Regions from separate parts of the Zea mays genome. Here region 1 is linked to region 2. The links are chromatin contacts, called in public Hi-C maps. All regions are on one chromosome and are shown on one strand. Each heading gives the region's core, a stretch centred on a gene start, on an enhancer-like site or on the middle of the called end of the contact. The rest is flanking DNA. Distances are from core to core; before and after follow the strand shown.

Region 1 (3,833 bases), core at 337-2,836, 210 kb after region 2:
ACAATGTTCTTTATATATCAAATACCTATATTAAAAACATATTTTATGATAGTTTTTATACATATATATGTTTATCACACCCTTAAATACTATATATATATATATATATATATATATATATATTAGTTTTGGTTAATCTATCATTTAAAATATAAAAATAATTAGAAGGGGGGATAAATAATTTGTACATATAAAGAGAGGACAAAATATTTTTCCTCTATATTTAGATCAACCTTTAGAAGACTTCGTTGAAGTCTATAAAGAAAATGATATTCGGTAAAGGAGCCCACGTTGCACATATACATAGACTAGGATGCGGATCCACGCATTACAATGATGTATAAAACAAAGATAGGTCAATAGTTTGAATTATAGTATATTTGGATCACTTCATGTAGTACTCTATATTTTTTACAAAAATTGAAAATTAGATACTATTGAAGTTGTTTTTTATGAGTCAAGACCTATATTTTAAGATGAGGCGCTGAATTAAGACACGATTGAAGATGCTTTTATGGTAGTGTGACATTCTCTTTGTTAAGGATGTTTCCATGTATGTCATCTATATTTATATTTGTATCTATGTTTTTTATCGTTTTTTTTAAAAATATTTCTTTCTCTATATTTCCTTTCTATTTACACTTTTGAGGCTCGTCCCGTAGCACTACATAAAGTGCAAATAAATAGAAAATTAGTAATAGAGTCTAAATTTTACATTATAAGATTTAAGAATCGGATAAAATTAGAATCGGATCATATTTTTATTTATTTTTTGAACTATAAATTATTTAGCGCCCTACTATTTATAAATAATCATTTGGATCACGATCCATTACCATTCCTACGTAACACACGGTGCCCAACGTAGCCTCGTTAAAACATCTTCAACAACTCCTTAAAAATAGAGGAATTAGGATCTCTCTGAAACTTTAAATCCTAAAAAAATGTTACTGCTTCAACAACTCCCACCCAGTCGACATAGCAACGCGTGCAGGAAAATAAGGGCTATAGATAAGTTACTGTTGGACGTGATTTTTTTCATTTTTTCTTTCTCTAAAACATTAATTAGGGCTAAAACTTAATTAAGGAGCTATTCGATATGCCAAGCACGCCTCTAGCCGTCCCCAAAATAGCTCAGTCCCGAATCGAACAACCTACCCGGCTACCCCACCACGAAAGGTCTCCCGCACAAGTCACAACAGAACAACCTACCCCCACAAGCAGAAGGATCCGGGCGGCCACCGAGAGTCACTGGAAGAAGCTCGTCCGGCGCCCCGCGACGAGACGACGGCCTCCTCCTCCGCTCCGCTGAAGAACGACCTCCCCGCTGACAGGTTCGCGAATCGCAATCTCCTTCCCTCCTTCCCTCTCTCTTCTCCCCCAAGGCCCCAACTGGGTCGACCGCTTTTCCGAACCCGTGCGGCCAGTTACTGTTCCCATCTTATTCTTTTGGTGCGTGCCTGGCTGCCTGCCTGCCACCGCCATCACCACCACGCGCGGCTCATGTGGCGTGGCGCAGAGGCGGAGCGCTCCGCAGAGGCGCAGAGAGAGGTGGCGTCTGCCTTGCTGCGCTGCGGGTCTGCGGTCTCCTGCAGATTCCCGCACCCACAAGGCCAGAGGCGACCCACCAGCGCCACCCAAAAAAGGCGCACCCCTTTCCGCCGCCCAAATCTCCCTTTACCCCGATCCCCAAGCCCCGCCGCTGCTCCCTCGTACGCACGTACGCACCGCGTCGCCCTTTATCTGCTCCCGAGGGCCGCTGGTCGGCTGCTGAATCGTCGCCGTTGTTGCTGGGACTGCAGCGTTGGCGGGCCTTGTAGCGAGGAGGGGGTGCGGAGGCGCCGCGACTGTTCGCGGGATGAGCTTCGGCGGCAGCAGCTCCCTCGCATCAGGTGCGCCTTGGTTTTGTCGCTGTTGTGGCTTCGTTGGTGATTGGTGGGCGCGGTCTCTGTTTTACGGCGTTGGGGGAGGTGGGATTGAGTGTAAAGGAATGAATATGCATTGGATGCAGGTGCGAAGAGGCCGTTCGAGTACGGGAGAACGCATGTGGTGAGGCCCAAGGGCACGCACAAGGCCACCATTGTCTGGCTCCATGGACTTGGGGACAATGGAGCCAGGTATAGAACCCGCCTGCTCAACTCACCTGTACTTCTGAATGGTATGCTGGTGGAGTTTGGTGTGCTTAGATTATAGATGATGAAGTAATGGACAGTATGTCAATAAGCTCGGTACCTTCTCCAGATGTTATGAACTAACTGTACACTGTGGTAGGCTGGATTGTTGCTTCCTCGAACGATAGTCATGTCCTGTATTATATAATTCGAAGCTACTGTCATTAATGATGTATTTGTGTTACATTGCAGCTGGTCTCAACTACTGGAAACTCTTCCCCTTCCTAATGTAAGTTAGGACATAGATTCGAAATATGCAATGTTTTAATTTCTTATGGTGGTTTAGGCCCTGTTTGGAATCTCTAGAAGTAATAGTTAGCTACTAAAAATTATTTGTTGGGTTCCAAACACCCTCAGCTAATACCACAACTAATTGTTAGCTATGAGATAGCTAACAATTAGTTCATTAGCTGACTCTAACCCAGCTGATAATTTATTAGCTAGCTAGCTATTAGCTCTAGGGGTTCCAAACAGGGGCTTAAAGCTTAATCTCACACCTTGTTGCTCAAATCCAATACGATATTTCTTCCTGTATATCTTTGCTGTGCTCAGATAAAATGGATATGCCCCACTGCACCTTCAAGACCCGTGTCAGTGTTTGGCGGGTTCCCCTCCACAGCATGTAGGTTTATTGTTATCTACATGTTTCTCCCTGCTTCTTGAGAATGTTTCAGATCCTTTCATCATTATCTGTCTTATACGTATTGCATGTTTACTGCTGTGCCCTTTATGGATTTGCAGGGTTTGATGTTGCTGATCTTTCTGAGGATGCTCCTGATGACATTGAGGGAATCGATGCCTCAGCAGCACATGTTGCGAATTTGTTGTCAACTGAACCTGCTGACAGTATGGTTCTCATCCCCCTGTCCCTTGTTCGATGAGATAACTTGGTTGTTAGTTTATTTTCTTCAGCCCAACTTATCAAGACTGTTCATATTGCCTTTGTTGTTATTTTTGGTACCCGTTGTTCCATTATGGGGCATGCTTCTTAAACATGTTCTATACACTTTGTGAGCTTTTTTTCCTTCTAAAGAGCATGTGCGTGCTCTTAGAAACAGACTATTCTAACATGTTAATTTGGTGACTCAAAAAAATAGAACCCTACTAGATCTTTATCATGAACATTGAAGTATATTGATAATCTTTGGTGGTCCAATAATCGCAGTCAAACTTGGTGTTGGCGGCTTTAGTATGGGTGCTGCTACTGCTCTGTACTCTGCAACTTGCTTTGCCCATGGAAAATATGGGAATGGCAAACCATTCCCTGTGAACCTAAGTCTTGCCGTTGGTCTTAGTGGCTGGCTTCCATGTGCCAGGTTTGTCCTGTTCCTATGATATTGTGTGGTATGCTTTCATGAAACTGCTTGGATTTTGTTGATGTACATGATTTCTGGTCATCCAGGACCTTGAAGAACAGAATTGAAGCCTCACCAGAGTGTGCACAAAAGGCTTCATCAATACCTCTTTTGCTCTGTCATGGAAAAGGTGCTTATCTATTGTGTATCTTAACATGCCAAATTTCTATCATAGTTCCATGCTTGGCTTGATAAGCATCTTTATATGTTGGGAGGGTTCTAAGTTCTAACATTCCGCCTGGAGACAGTATGGGGTTTATACACGACCATTGTAAAGGCGTAATATATCATGGTAAACCAAGTTTTG
Region 2 (3,845 bases), core at 494-2,993:
ACCTTACGGATAAAAATTAAAAATATCTATGGAGACAGTACTAGACTAAACTTAGTTAAATTAATCTTGTGCGATAAATTGATTAAGCGTACTATTAAGGAAATAAATTATCTACATAGATGACAGTAAAAGGAACAAGACTTATCCGAAAATTCTAAATAGTGTTTATATATTTTTGGACGGGAATAAATAGATTATTTTATAGGTGTAATTGCGATTAAGAAAGTCTGTCCCAATTAATCCCTGCGACGGCGGGCCCAGCGGCGCCGCGCTCCGCGGCTCCCTATCCTGTTCCTGCAATCCTGCGGTGCCATTTACCATGCTGCCCCTGCCCTCCTCTGAATCTCTACGTATACTATACAGCACAGCAAGGCTCTGCGGCGTTCGCTTAACAAAATCCTGCCACGCTAGAGCTAACTAATCCTAGACACGACACACACCACCACCGCTGCGGGGCTGCGCTGGTCCGTCGTCGTCCGGTGGCCAACAAGTCCGCCCCGCGGCCCGCCTCCTATATAAATCCACCCGACTCGCTTCCTCTCCTCACCACGTCTCCCCTCACCTGGCTCTCCACCTGCCACCTCACGCGCGCCCCTGCTCTGTCTCTTTTGGCTCCGCTGAGGCCGAGCACACACAACAAATTCTCTCTCTCCTCTCTCTCTCTCTCTCTCACACACACACTCTGCTCCCTGTGCGGAGGACGGGCCGGCCGCATGGGGTGGGGGTGGACGGCGCTGGCGGCGGCCGCGATGGCGTACGTGGCGGTGAAGCTGATGGAGGTGCTGTGGTGGCGGCCGCGGCGGCTGGAGCAGCACTTCGCGCGGCAGGGGATAAGGGGCCCCCGCTACCGCTTCTTCGTCGGCTGCGTCCGCGAGATGGTGGCGCTCATGGTGGCCGCCTCCGCCAAGCCAATGCCGCGCCCCTACCGCTCCCACAACGTCCTCCCGCGCGTCCTCGCCTTCTACCACCACTGGAAGAAAATCTACGGTACGCAACGCCCCCTACGCACATGCCCATGCGCTCTCGTCGTCTCACCGCCCAGCGCCCCAGCCTAGTCCAGTGTTCCTGTTCGTGCCTACCCGACCAACGAGTCCATTCCTTTCCAGGCAAGAGTTCCTCCAGGCCCTCTCTCCCGGTAGCACGGCTGCTCCCTGCTCTGTTCGGTTACGGAACCTGAGAGCAAGGACCGAGCCCGATCGGCGAGAGGGGAGCCAATCAATCAACATGAGCAAAGCAATCTTGACCAGAGACCAGCACCAACATGAGCTCCCATCAGGTTGCGGTCGCGCCATGCGTCTCGCTCCCAGGATGCTGCTTTGCTGCCGCCTTTGGGTGACATGCATTTAGTGGCATGTCGAGGCGAGCCTCCTGGGTCTGTCGGAGCGGTTTGCCGTAGTTGTCTCTCGTTTTCGCTGTCCCCCGGCTGCAGCTAGGGGTGGTAATGGATTGTGATCCAAATAGTTCTTCACAAAATGTCAAGGCCCTAAATAAATTATAGTTCAAAAATGACTAGAAATAAAGCCCGATCCTAACCCGCTTCGATCCTTAAATCTTATAGTGCAAAAATTATAGCCCATTGTCAGCCCTAGCTGCAGCCCGGTTAGGTGGCCAGGGTCTATTTCCTACTTGCCGCCCCGCCCCCGCGCGGCCCTCGACGTGAGCCTACACGTCCCCCTTCCTGCTCCCCGCCACCGTCCCCGTCTCCATCGCATTCAACTCCAGCTTGCCCTGCCCTGCGCCCGTCGCCTCCGGGCGCACCCGCCGCGACCTGTCCGTCCCTGGCCCAACCGTCACGCCGCTGCGGCCACCACCTGCTCTGCTCCGCCCTTCTCTTCGTGTCGTCTTGTGATCCCTGCCTGCCTACTGGGTGCTGGCTGGCTGGCTGGCTACAGTGCTGGTGCGGCAGTGCGCGGGTACAGTGTAATGCGGCGGGCGCTGCCACAGGGGGAGGAGCTGGGTATCGTAGCGTAGCGTACCTGCTCCGCGCGTACGTACGCATGTTGTGCCTGCGCCTGCATCGCCGGCACCTCTCCCTGCCATGTCCTGTCCCTGCCCCCTTGGCAGCTGGCGGGATGCTGCTGATGTGGCGGAACATGGCCTCCCTGCCCCCAATCATTGGCTGCCTCGTCGCCTTGTCACGCTCACGCCCGTGCCTGATTTTGCCTCTCCCTCCAGGTTCCACGTTCCTGATATGGTTCGGCCCGACGCCGAGGCTCGCCGTCGCCGACCCGGACCTCATTCGGGAGATCCTCCTGTCCCGCGCCGATCACTTCGACCGCTACGAGTCGCACCCGATGGTGCGCCAGCTCGAGGGCGAGGGGCTCGTCAGCCTGCGCGGCGACAAGTGGGCACACCGGCGCAAGGTGCTCACGCCGGCGTTCCACATGGAGAACCTCAAGGTCAGTCAGCCAGCCAGCCTTTCACCAACAGTCTTTGTTCTTCCTGCCGTGCGGAATTGTTGTGATGACACGCTGCCTGGGACGTACGTACGCAATGCAGCTGCTGCTGCCGTTCGTCGGGAGGACGGTGGTCGACGTGGTGGACAAGTGGCACGACATGGCCGCCGCGGCGTCCGGCGAGGTCGAGATCGACGTGTCCGAGTGGTTCCAGGTGGTGACGGAGGACGCCATCACCCGTACGGCGTTCGGCCGGAGCTACGAGGACGGCAAGGCCGTCTTCAAGCTCCAGACCCAACTCATGGCCTTCGCCTCCGAGGCGTTTCGCAAGGTCTTCATCCCTGGATACAGGTAATAAGTCAATCAATCAATCAATCAATCAGCTAGTGCGATACCCTCATAGTCCTGTGTTCTGCCTGCGCTTTTATAATTAATCAATCAAGCAGAGGAATGGCGTGGCATGGTTTGATGCGTGCATATGTCTACAGGTTCCTGCCGACCAAGAAGAACACGACCTCGTGGAAGCTGGACAAGGAGATCAGGAAGAACCTGGCGACGCTGATCGGCCGGCGGCAGGAAGCCGCGGACGACGAGAAGCTCAGCGGCTGTGCCAAGGACCTCCTTGGTCTCCTGATCAACGCGGGCAGCAACGGCGGCAAGGTGAGCCCCATCACCGTGAACGACATAGTGGAGGAGTGCAAGACGTTCTTCTTCGCGGGCAAGCAGACCACGTCGAACCTCCTGACATGGACCACAGTCCTGCTCGCCATGCACCCCGAGTGGCAGGAGCTCGCCCGGCAGGAGGTGCTCCAAGTCTGCGGGGCGCGTGACATCCCCTCCCGCGAGCAGCTCACCAAGCTCAAGACAGTAAGCTCCTGTCATGTCCCCCCCGCACCGGCCGCCTGACAGAATCCTCTAACAACGGGCGGTGAGCTGACGCATGCTGCTGGTTCCTCTCTGGCAGCTCGGGATGATCCTGAACGAGACGCTGCGGCTGTACCCGCCGGCGGTGGCGACGGTGCGTCGCGCCAAGGCGGACGTGGAGCTGGGCGGGTGCCTGATCCCGCGCGGCACGGAGCTGCTGATCCCGATCATGGCCGTGCACCACGACGCGCGGCTGTGGGGGCCGGACGCCACGCAGTTCAACCCGGCGCGGTTCGCCAGGGGCGCGGCGCAGGCGGCCAGGCACCCCACGGCGTTCATCCCGTTCGGGCTGGGCGCGCGGATGTGCATCGGCCAGAACCTGGCGCTCCTGGAGTCTAAGCTCACGCTGGCCATCGTCCTCCAGCGGTTCGACTTCCGGCTGTCGCCCAGCTACCTCCACGCGCCGACGGTGCTGATGCTCCTCCACCCGCAGTACGGGGCGCCCGTGGTCTTCCGGCCGCGACCGTCTGAGCCGTCCGATCGCGACAGTAGGGATGTGTGAGGAGATGACGGAGCTCGTACTAA

The links. A called contact is a pair of places that touch in the nucleus more often than the background predicts.
Region 1: a contact with region 2 is called in a Hi-C map of ear, with 4 times the contacts expected there. The contact joins the promoter of LOC100283662 here to the promoter of LOC100382270 in region 2. A contact is called at or near these places in 15 of 25 Hi-C or Micro-C datasets (bundle sheath, ear, leaf and 4 more) and 1 of 3 datasets of contacts at active chromatin or transcription factors (leaf).

What each region holds. Positions count from the first base shown.
Region 1 is chr3:11,423,901-11,427,733 of Zm-B73-REFERENCE-NAM-5.0, forward strand. LOC100283662 (acyl-protein thioesterase 2) reads left to right here and starts at 1,587. Exons shown (of 9, transcript NM_001156563.2): 1 at 1,587-1,892; 2 at 2,012-2,117; 3 at 2,364-2,400; 4 at 2,724-2,793; 5 at 2,913-3,017; 6 at 3,337-3,487; 7 at 3,574-3,656. The coding sequence starts at 1,859.
Region 2 is chr3:11,211,919-11,215,763 of Zm-B73-REFERENCE-NAM-5.0, forward strand. It overlaps LOC100382270 (putative cytochrome P450 superfamily protein), which reads left to right and starts at 1,744. Exons shown (of 4, transcript NM_001175021.1): 1 at 1,744-2,399; 2 at 2,500-2,747; 3 at 2,885-3,263; 4 at 3,361-3,845. The coding sequence starts at 1,998. The coding sequence ends at 3,822.